Regions from separate parts of the Sus scrofa genome. Here region 1 is linked to region 2. A link is a contact called in public Hi-C data. All regions are on one chromosome and are shown on one strand. Each heading gives the region's core, a stretch centred on a gene start, on an enhancer-like site or on the middle of the called end of the contact. The rest is flanking DNA. Distances are from core to core; before and after follow the strand shown.

Region 1 (4,736 bases), core at 1,106-3,605, 220 kb after region 2:
ATGTTAATACTGAATGACGCTTACATAGTATTTCTTTTTGACTGATGGCTAAAGCATCATGGAGTGGTTCTTTGGTAAAGGATCAGATGAATCTGTACACTATCTTTAGTAGAAACAAGCTCTCTGAAAAAAACATTTCTAGCCACTTCCTATCACAGATAGTACAATGAATATAAAGAAACTTACTCCTATAAATCAAGTCCCCTATTTCTTTTATGATTTACTTTCCCCATCATTGTTGTTAATATTGTTTTATCCCAGCAAGTTCCAGTACTCAATTCTAACTCTTTAGAGGAGCTTAAATATTTGTATACAGGTATTTCATAGCTCTGTCTTGATTAATCTAATTCCTAAAGCTGATTGCAAAAAGTTTAGTATAAAAAAATGTCAAGAAGAAACATAATAGACAATTGGAAACACCTACCCTGAAGATCATGTACAACAATGTTTTATACATTCTATAAAAAAGTTTACAATATTGCTTGCAATTTTAAGTACCCATATACAGACATCCAGGCACAGCTGAGCTATAACTTATTCAAATTACAATGTCATAGTTTCATTACATTTTGTTAGCCCTTTCATAGTACTCCAAATAATCCTCACACATTTAACAAGGTCTCAGACTTCTTTTTTTTTTTTCTCCAAATAAAGTAAATCCAGGAAATTCAGAAAGTTGCAGTTAGCTTAGTTTGATTACAAACATCTGTCACTGGCACGCATTACGCACTGCTTACCTGTGTCTCCAGTTTAGCACTCTGTGGTAGCCTTAAATTACCCAACTCAACAATCAGACAAAACTCAATCATCTTGAAACATTTTTCAAGTTTTGGTTTTAAATTTTAGTGTAAATTAGCCAACTGCACCTTTTTAAATAACTTGACAATTTAAGCTCAGAAAAAGTTGCATTTGGGGAAATGTTGCCATTTAGGGAAACTCCCATCATGATGGTAGCTATTAAATTTTTACTAAGATGTTGTCAGTTCCAGTTCAGTAAAATACCTCCATTTTAACATAAAAGTTTATACAACTTAAACTCAAAGTTAGTAATGTAAAACATGTAGCTCAAAATTTGTTTTACTCCAGTAATATAATATTCACAGTCACCCTGAGAAATGTGTCCTTTGATCCCCAGTAAAGAGGTAAAGAAAGTGAGGCTTAGAGAAGTTAAGTAACAGGCCCCAAGGCAACGCCAGCTGCTATGGGGTTTACCCAGGATTTGATTTCAGGCTATTCTGACTCCAAAGACATTAGTCCAGGTTAAATGTAATTGATGTCTATGCTTTATTCCACTTTTTTTCTGTTCTTGAGAGAACTGGTCAACCATGCAAAACCTCTCCTATGTACTGTCATCTATAGAGATTTCTCTCTTTTAAAATATATCAAGGGCAGAGATTATTTCAGGTTTTGTTGTTGCTCCCATAGCTTCAAAGCCTAGGCTTTGCACAGTGGGAATGAGATCTGTTTTGCTACTTGACCAAAATGCCTTAAGCAACTAATACTAATTTTTCTTAGCAGACACAGAGTGAGTTTACTGTCTAACTATTGTCAATGAATTTCAATAGAACAATCCCAGGCCTACCTTCTTTTACTCTCTACATTTTTGTTTGTTTTTAGCCAAAATGGCTAAATTAGAATGAAATTGGGGTGCTTTTATTCTTTTTTCTATTCATGAAAGTGCCCTGACTTGTGAAAGGAAGTAAAATATTGCCAGAAAACTAAAAGAAGAAGCAAGTCAACTGCCTGCCTGCTGAAGAGGGATGTAACTGACTCATCTGGAAGTTCACTAGGAGGCTTTTTTTTTTTTTTTTTTATTTTATAAATTAGATGGGTGACTACTATTTTTGCTATAGGTGCTATCCTGGTGCTTTCCAGATACTTCTTTTTTAAAAGGCAGGCAGGGATCTACAATTATGGGTTGCCCTATATCTGCCTTTTATGAGGGGCATTTGGAAAGAAAACCTGCTAGCACTTGCTGTTGGTTGGGAATCACCACAGACCAACTGTGATTCTAAATGTGGATGCTTTAGCAGGATGCCAGCTATTTGGTTCCTGGAAAATGTACTATAAGTTTTAATGTTTTCATTGTGCCATTGATATATGTGTTTGTATCTGTGTATGTATACATATATACATATATATATATATATATATATTTCAAATTTATTATTTGGGAACCACAAGAAAGAAATGTATTTTATAACTGTTCAGTTAAATAAAATTAAACAAAAACATTATCCAGTAACAGTGAGACTCTTTCTCAGCCAATGAATTCTTTCAGCAGTTGGCTTTAGTGGGAATAGGATAATGTTTAACCCATAATCGTGCTTTGAAATTTGCCAACTGCCCTCTCCCTTTGATCACTCCAAAGAGAAATATGTTCTTGTCTGTTTGAAAGAGAACCAGATACTCTGTACTTTGGTTACAGACACTCTGCTTGGTCACCAGATTTATAACTGAAGTTTACAATGAAAAGAAATTATGAAGAAGAAAAGAAAAGCTGTTGAAATTCAGAAAACAGTACCTAAAGAGGAGTACTTTTTATAGCACTTTTTTATGGGGACGTAAGACAAGGCTTCACAATATACTTGTAACCTAAAAGAAATTAGTTTGCCCCAATATTAAATGTTAGGTCCTTTTAATGCCACCAAGAAGAGACTGACCGCAATTGTTCAGCGGATAATGTTGGTGATTATGAGAAAAGGAATAAACTTATGAGGGGCAATTAAGAAAGAAAGTTCTAAATACACTTGTATTTCCAGAGATAGTGAAGTGAACAGTCTGTTTGGGTGAGCATCAGAGGATTCTTAAGGGCCACAGAGCATTTTGTCAGCAGAGTACAATGCATAGACTTAAATATTATGGAGAATCTCTTTGATTTGAAATCTCACTTCCTAGATAAAATTCCATGAAAAAAAAAAAAGTCTGACTTGACTAGTCTTTCAATTTTAACTCTTTGGTATCCTCCAAGAAGAATTTAGTTCTTCATGGGAAAAATATTTGGAAAAGCTCAAGTTTTAGAATAATTCATTTTTCCTCACAATTAAAAAAATTCATATAATGAAATTAGTTAAGCTTTGTAAGTTGGAGCAAACAGAAGCCAGTAGTCTTAGAAGTTAACTGTAGACATTTAATGGCTCAGGCTTTTATGTATTTTCCTCCATCTTTCTCTGACCCTCATCTGGATGGACATTTTTATAACGTGTTCACTCAGATGTGTATTGAAAATACAGTGGACCCTTGAACAACACAAGTTTAAACTGGATGGGTCCTCTCATAATGTGTATTTTTTTTCAATAAATGTGAACTACAGTACTATATGATGCTTGCATATGTAGTTCCATGGTTGTGGAACCATGGATCTGAGGGCAGGCTGTAAGTCTATACATGCATTTTTTACTTCAAGGAGGGTTAGTGCCCCTCACTCCAACATTGTTCAAGGGTAAACTGGATGGCTATATTGGATTTAGAAACAAAGAGGGAAGCTTATAATGTTATTGGCAACAATGTAGTTAATGAAACCATAACGCACTCCAGAATAAAAGTTTGGGAGATATTTTTTTAGAGTGAAAAAATGGCAGAGCTAAGTTATTATATGCTTATATTGTATTAGTGAATTTTAGGTGAATTATGACCTACTGTTTTTATATAAGGATTAGAAGTTTTAGGACATTTCTGAGAAAAGCATATTTTCCATTAGGTTCCTGTTACGACTGCTACTTAACAAATAACCTTGAAACTTTGTAGCTTAAAATAACAATCATTTTATATTACCTCAAAATTTGTGAGTCAAGAATTTAGGCCCAGCTCAGCCAATCAATTCTTCAGATAGATAGGGTAGTGACAAAAGTCATCCAGTGCCATTCATCTGACAGATGGGCTTGTCTGCAGGGTACCAGACAGCTACATACACATGTCTGGTGCTACAGACTGAATCTTTAAGTCCCCCAAAATTCGTATGTTCAAATCCTAACCCAATAGAGCTGTCTTTGGGGTTGAGGCATTTGGGATGCAATTAGGTTATGAGAATGAATCCCTTATAAATGGGATTACTCCTCTTATAAAAGAACCCCAGAGAGGTCTGTCCCCCCTTCTACCATGTGAGGACACAGTGAGAAGACGGCCATCTATAAACCAGGAAGGGGACCATCACCAGAGACTAAATTTGCTGGTGGCTTGATCTTGGACTTCTTTCCTCTGGAACTGTGAGCAATAAAGTTCTGTTGTTTCTAAGCCACCCAGTCTATAGTATTCTGTTATAGTAGCTCTACTGGTCTAGGACATCTGGCGTCTTGATGGATGACTGGAATGCTGAGTTCGGCTGGCACTCCACCACCTGCATATAGCCTCTCCAAAATGGTAGTTTTAGAGGAGTCAGATTTCTTCCATGGTAGTTCAAAGTTTGCAAAGAGTATTCTAAGAGACAAAAGGAGGAAGTTTCTAGCTTCTTAAGGCCCAAAGTAGCATAACATCATTTCTATCATATCTAAGTTGTCAAAGTTTCAAGGGAAGAAGTCATAGGAACCACTTTGGAGTGGGAGGCATTTCAAAAATTTGTAGCCATTTGTTTTGCCATGCTGTGGTTACTAAAATATGCCTATTCAAAATCTATATTTTTAGCAATCTGATCTCAAATCTCAAATAGAGACATTTATTATTGAACATATAGTTTTTATTTTTCATTTTTAAACATTCACAACTCTATAATAAACAAATACAGTGAGGAGACCTTGTCT
Region 2 (5,416 bases), core at 2,260-4,759:
GTTTCGTTAATTGCTTTTGAAATACTGAACCAGACTCATCCCTGGAATAAATCTCAACTGTCATATGTGTAATTCCTTATATGTATTGCTGAATTCTATCTGCTAATATATTTTTTTTTGTCTTTTTTTTTTTTTTTTTGCCATTTCTTGGGCTGCTCCCATAGCATATGGAGGTTCCCAGGCTAGGGGTCTAATCAGAGCTGTAGCTGCCAGCCTATGCCAGAGCCACAGCAATGCAGGATCCAAGCCGCGTCTGCAACCTACACCACAGCTCAGGGCAACGCCAGATCGTTAACCCACTGAGCAAGGCCAGGGATTGAATCTGCAACCTCATGGTTCCTAGTCGGATTCCTTAATCACTGCGCCACGACGGGAACTCCCCTATCTGCTAATATTTTATTAATAATTTAAGGCTATGTTCTTAAGGGATATTTATTTATACTTCTCTGACTATCTTTGGGTTTGTTATCAAGATAATATTAGTTTCACAAAATAAATAAATTTTTTTCACAAAAAATTGTTTAGAATTTGCAGTAAATCTGCTTAAATATTCAATGAAACTGTCTAAACCTGGAGATTTCTTTCTGAGGGAGTTAAGTTATAAAGTTAATTTTTAAAATAGTTATAGGGCTATTTAAAATGATATAATTTATATTGGGTAAGCTGTGGTAATTTGTGTTTTCGAAGAATTTGTCCATTTCATCTAATTTGTCTAGGTTCTATGTTTTGCGTCTGTAGGTTCCCATTGTTTTCAGATATCTGCAAGGTCTGTAGTGACATACCCAGTTTCATTATGGAAATTGGTAATTTGCATCTTTTTTTTTTTATTTGTCAGTCTTGCTGGAGGCTTGCCAAGTTTATTAATCTTTTCAAAGAACCAACTCATGGCTTCATTGATTTTCTCTATTGTTTTTCTGTTTTCAATTTTATTTGTGTTCTTATCCTTCTTATTTCTTCTTTGCTTTCGGTTGATTCTACTCTTCTTGTTTCTTGAGGTTGGAGCTTTTTTTAAATTTTCTCGATAAATTTTATTTCATTTATAGTTGTACAACAGTCAACACAGAGGTTGGAGCTTTGATTATTGGTCTAATTTTTTTCTCTTTTCCAATGCATGCAATCAGTAAAATCAGTCTCCCTCTGAGCACTGGTGTTGTGTTGTCCCACACACTTTGCTATGTTATATCTTCACTTTCATTCATTCCAATGTATTTTTCTTTTTTTCCCTGAGACTTCCCCTTTGACCTATAGACATTTGGAAGCGTGTTGATGCTGTTCCAAGTATTGGAGATTTTTCCTTAACTTGCCTTGTTGGTTTCTAGTTTAATTACATTGTGGTCAGAAAAGACACCCTCTATGATTTCACTTATTTTTAATTTGATGAGATTTGCTTTATTGACCAGGATATGACCTATCTCGGAATATGTTTTGGGGCACTTAAAAAGAATGTATATTATGCTGTTGTTGGGCGGTATGTTCTAAAAATGTCAATTAGATCCTGCTGGTTGATGATGATGATTTCTATATCTGTGCTAATTTTCTGTCTAGTTCTATTAATTGTTGAGAGAGGTGTGTTGAAGTTTACAGCTTTAGTCATGAATTTGTCTGATTTTTTTTATTTTATTGGCCTTCATGCTACACAGTTTGCAGCTGTTTTTTGTTTGGTGTATACACATGCAGGATTGTGACATCTTCTTGTTAAATTATCTATTTTTTAATCATTTTAAGATGTTTGTCTCTGGGATTTTTTTTTTTTTTTACTTTCAAGTCTTTTTTATTTTAATATCATTGTCTTTGATTTTGCATGATATATATTGTTTCCAACATTTTACTTTCAACTAGTGTATTTTATATTAACATGTTTTAATTGAATTCCTTGTAGATAGCATATAAGTGAGCCATTTTTTTTAACTCCACCATACAGATCTCTTCATTTTAATTGGTACATTCTGACAATTTACATTTAATTTAGTTATTGATATGTTATGATTTGAGCCTACCATTTTGTTATGTTTTCTATTTTTTTCTCTCTGATTTTCATTTCTTTTACCTTCCTGTGGGTTACTTGAACAATTTTTAGAATTTTGACATACCTAGTGTTTTTCAGTGTATTTCTTTGTGTAGTTTTTGACATAGTTTTAGTTGCTTTATATATTAAATTATATACACATAACTTATCACAGACTACTTACTGGTGTCTTCATTTTGCTAGTTCAGGTGAAATATGTAAACATTGCCTCCTTTGTTTTGTACCTTTATCCACTTATAAATTCTCTTAAATGTTTCCTCTACATACTTTTAATAACTACATCAGATAGTGCTAAATTTTTATTTCTACCATCAAGCAAAATTTAGAAAACTCCAGAGAAGGAAAGTCTACTATTTTTACTCATATTTTTGTTATTGAATTCTTTCTTCCTTTCTAAAATTCCAAAGTCCTTCTTTTATCATTTCCTTTCTGTTTGGACAACTTCCCTTACCCATTCTTTTAGGGTAGGCTTACTGTTGAAAATTACCAGAGTGTTATTTCGTCAGATAGTGTTTTGATTTCTCCTTCATTCCTAGAGGATATTTTCCATAGACATAGGATCCTGGGTTAACAGTTCTTTTTCTTTCAACCCTTATAAATGTTGTGGCCCTTCCTTCAGGCAACAGTGGTTTCTGATGAAAAACTCACTTGTCAGAATTGTTTTTCCTGTATAGGTAAGGTTCTGTTTTTCTCTTGCTGCTTTCAAGATTTTTTCTTTGTCTTTAGTTTTCAGAAGTTTGACTAAGATGTGTTTTGGTGTGGATTTCTTTGGGTATTTCCTGCTTGTGGTTTGCTTAGCTTCTTGAGTCTGTATGCCTTCTGCTAAATTTGGGGAGTTTCCAGCCATTATTTCTTTGACCATGTTTTATACCTTGCCCTCTTTATTCTCTCTTTCTGGGACTCCAGTGGCAAAATATTTTCTCTTTTCTTATAGTTCCATAGTTGCCTAAGTCTCTGTTACCTAATTTTTTTAAAAGTATATTTGCTTTGATTGGTTCAGATTGGGTTATTTCTATTGTCTAGCTTCTAATTCACTGATTCTTTCCTCTGTCCCTCTTTTTTCTTTTTTTTTTTTTTTAAACTTCAGCTAAATACATTTTCCAGTTCTAAAATTTCCATCTGGTTATTCTTTATATTCTATTTACTTGCTAAGACTTTTAATTTTTTAAAAGTTGATTTCAACCGTATTCCTAATTCCTCATTGAAGCATTTTCATGATGGCTGCTTTAAAAACTTTGTGAGGCAGTTTCGACATCTCTCTCTTCTTAGTGCTCACATGCACTCTGTCTTTTTACATTCAGTTTGAGATCTTCCTGCTTTGCTGTATAGCAAACCATTCTCAACTGAAACCTTGACATTTGGGTATCATGCTCTGAGACACTAGATCTCATTTAAACTTTCTGTTTTAAGTAGCTTCCTCTGACACTAATCCAGCAGGGAAAGGGCAGCACAGTCTTGTCACTGCCAGGTGTAGGTGGAAGTCCAGGTTGTTACTGCAGGGAGGGGATCAGAGTCCCTGTTTCCCTGCAGGCCTTCACCAATGCCTTCCTAGAGAGGAAGGACTGGAGTGATTTGTTACTACTCCCTTAATGACATTTTCCGGCCTAAAGGTTGGGGGAATAGCGGCGTTGTGTCGTGACTACTGGACATTTTCTAATGTCCTGAGTCTCTGCTAGCCCTCTCTTGTCTGACATCTTAGCAGGAAGAAGAAGAATACCTCATTACTTTTGAGTTGGGGTGGATGTCCAGAACTCCATAAAGTCTCCACTGATGCTGCATGTTGGCAGGGGAAGGGACCCTGTTATCCCCTGACAAGGCTGAAAGGTCCAATCCTCCTCTCTGACTTTCCTATACTGCCCTGAGGTTGGGTAGAGGAGGTTGGGATATTTTGCTCTAGCCTAACAAGCATGGTGCTAGGTACCCTGCTCTGACTTTGCAGGTATGGGGTGGGTGTTTGACTGGAAAAAAGTGGTATTGTCCTAGTGCTTTCTGTCTTTCTAGCCTGCTGCATTCCTGATTGGGGCTTTTTGGAGATTTTTTTGGTCTGCACTGGTTTCTGTCTCTGGGGGGCAGGCTTCTTCTGCTTCAAGTTTTGAATTTGTGAAGCAAACTTAAAATCCAGGGACCCTACCACCATATTGTTCCTTGGGTCCCGAGGTCCCTAACTGGATTATCTTCTCTCCATCTTTCAGAGTCTCCCTATGTTTGTTTTATTATATGCAATGTTCAGGGATTTGAGTTGTACTTAGGAGGATTTGGGTAAAACTACACCTACTCTATCTCTCTGGAAGTGAACATCTCCTCTGTCTTCTGCTTTTGTTTTTGCTTTTTAATTGGGAGAGCAACATAACACTTTTCACATGAGGTACTTTTAGGGATCAAACATAATTATGACAAACTGATTAATATATTTTGTATTAAAAAGAGAAACTTTAAAATAGCAAGACAGGAATTCCTGTTGTGGCACAGTGAAAACAAATCCAACTAATATCCATGAGGATGCGGGTTCAATCCCTGGTCTCACACAGTGAACTGTGGTGTAGGTCACAGATGCAGCTCGGATCCTGCATTGCTGTGGCTGTGACATAGGCCAGCAGCTGTAGCTCTCATTTGACCCCTAGCCTGATAACTTCCATATGCTGCCAGTGCAGCCCTAAACAGCAAAAAAAAAAAAAAAAAAAAAAAAAACGCAAGATGACAGAAATCATCTCTATCTGTAATCCATTTTTTAATATCTACTTTTCTTCCAATTTCCTATTCTTATCATTGTGTTTCTTGATGAGCAATAAATGCTCCTTCAGGACCCACAACACTTCTGTGAAGAAGTGAGCTTTTCTTACTTGAAAGTTCTTCCTGAATGACTCCCACCTGGGGGCATGTCCATTTGACTCATTGCTGTTCCCCTGTGTCTATCACACAGCCTGGCCACATACACCTACTTAAATAATTGCTGAATAAGTGAACGAGAACACAACATTTTCTTTCTGTGAGGACTTATCTACTTTCTTCTGGCTGTGCTAAAGCATGGGGCACATGTGTTGGCTGGGCTTGTTCCCCCACCAGGCACTCCAAGGCATGTGCTTAGGACAGTACTAAAATTTATCCACAATTTTGCAATCTAGAAAAAAAAAGCAAATTTTTAATTTCAGCACATGTGTAAGTTTTTATTTTATGGTTTAGAATTGTTTGTATTCTGAATTACATATGGGGAAAACATCAGAATGGTTTCCATGCATGTGCGTGTATGCATACTCACTCCTATCCTTCCTCAAGAAAGTGACTCAAAGACCATAACTCAAAAAAGACCAGAGACCGTTTCCAAGATATTTGCTAGATCCTTGAATTCTTTTGGTTTTGTTTATTTTTTTATAGGCAAGTAATGGTTTGATT

Evidence for each region. Hi-C and Micro-C count contacts between places; a contact is called where the count stands out from the background.
Region 1: a contact with region 2 is called in a Hi-C map of liver, with 5 times the contacts expected there. The contact joins two enhancer-like sites. A contact is called at or near these places in 3 of 47 Hi-C or Micro-C datasets (liver and skeletal muscle).

Annotation. Positions count from the first base shown.
Region 1 is chr13:181,510,091-181,514,826 of Sscrofa11.1, forward strand. No RefSeq gene overlaps it. Among named protein-coding and RNA genes, the nearest start is that of MIRLET7C, 210 kb to the left of the region's middle. Within about 2 kb of position 2,356, at least 1 of the 83 cell types and tissues checked has an H3K27ac peak or open chromatin away from gene starts, as enhancers often do. A contact at or near this core is called in liver, where this site is marked.
Region 2 is chr13:181,291,367-181,296,782 of Sscrofa11.1, forward strand. It overlaps a transcript of LOC106508546 not described here. Among named protein-coding and RNA genes, the nearest start is that of MIR99A, 8.4 kb to the right of the region's middle. Within about 2 kb of position 3,510, at least 4 of the 83 cell types and tissues checked have an H3K27ac peak or open chromatin away from gene starts, as enhancers often do. A contact at or near this core is called in liver, where this site is marked.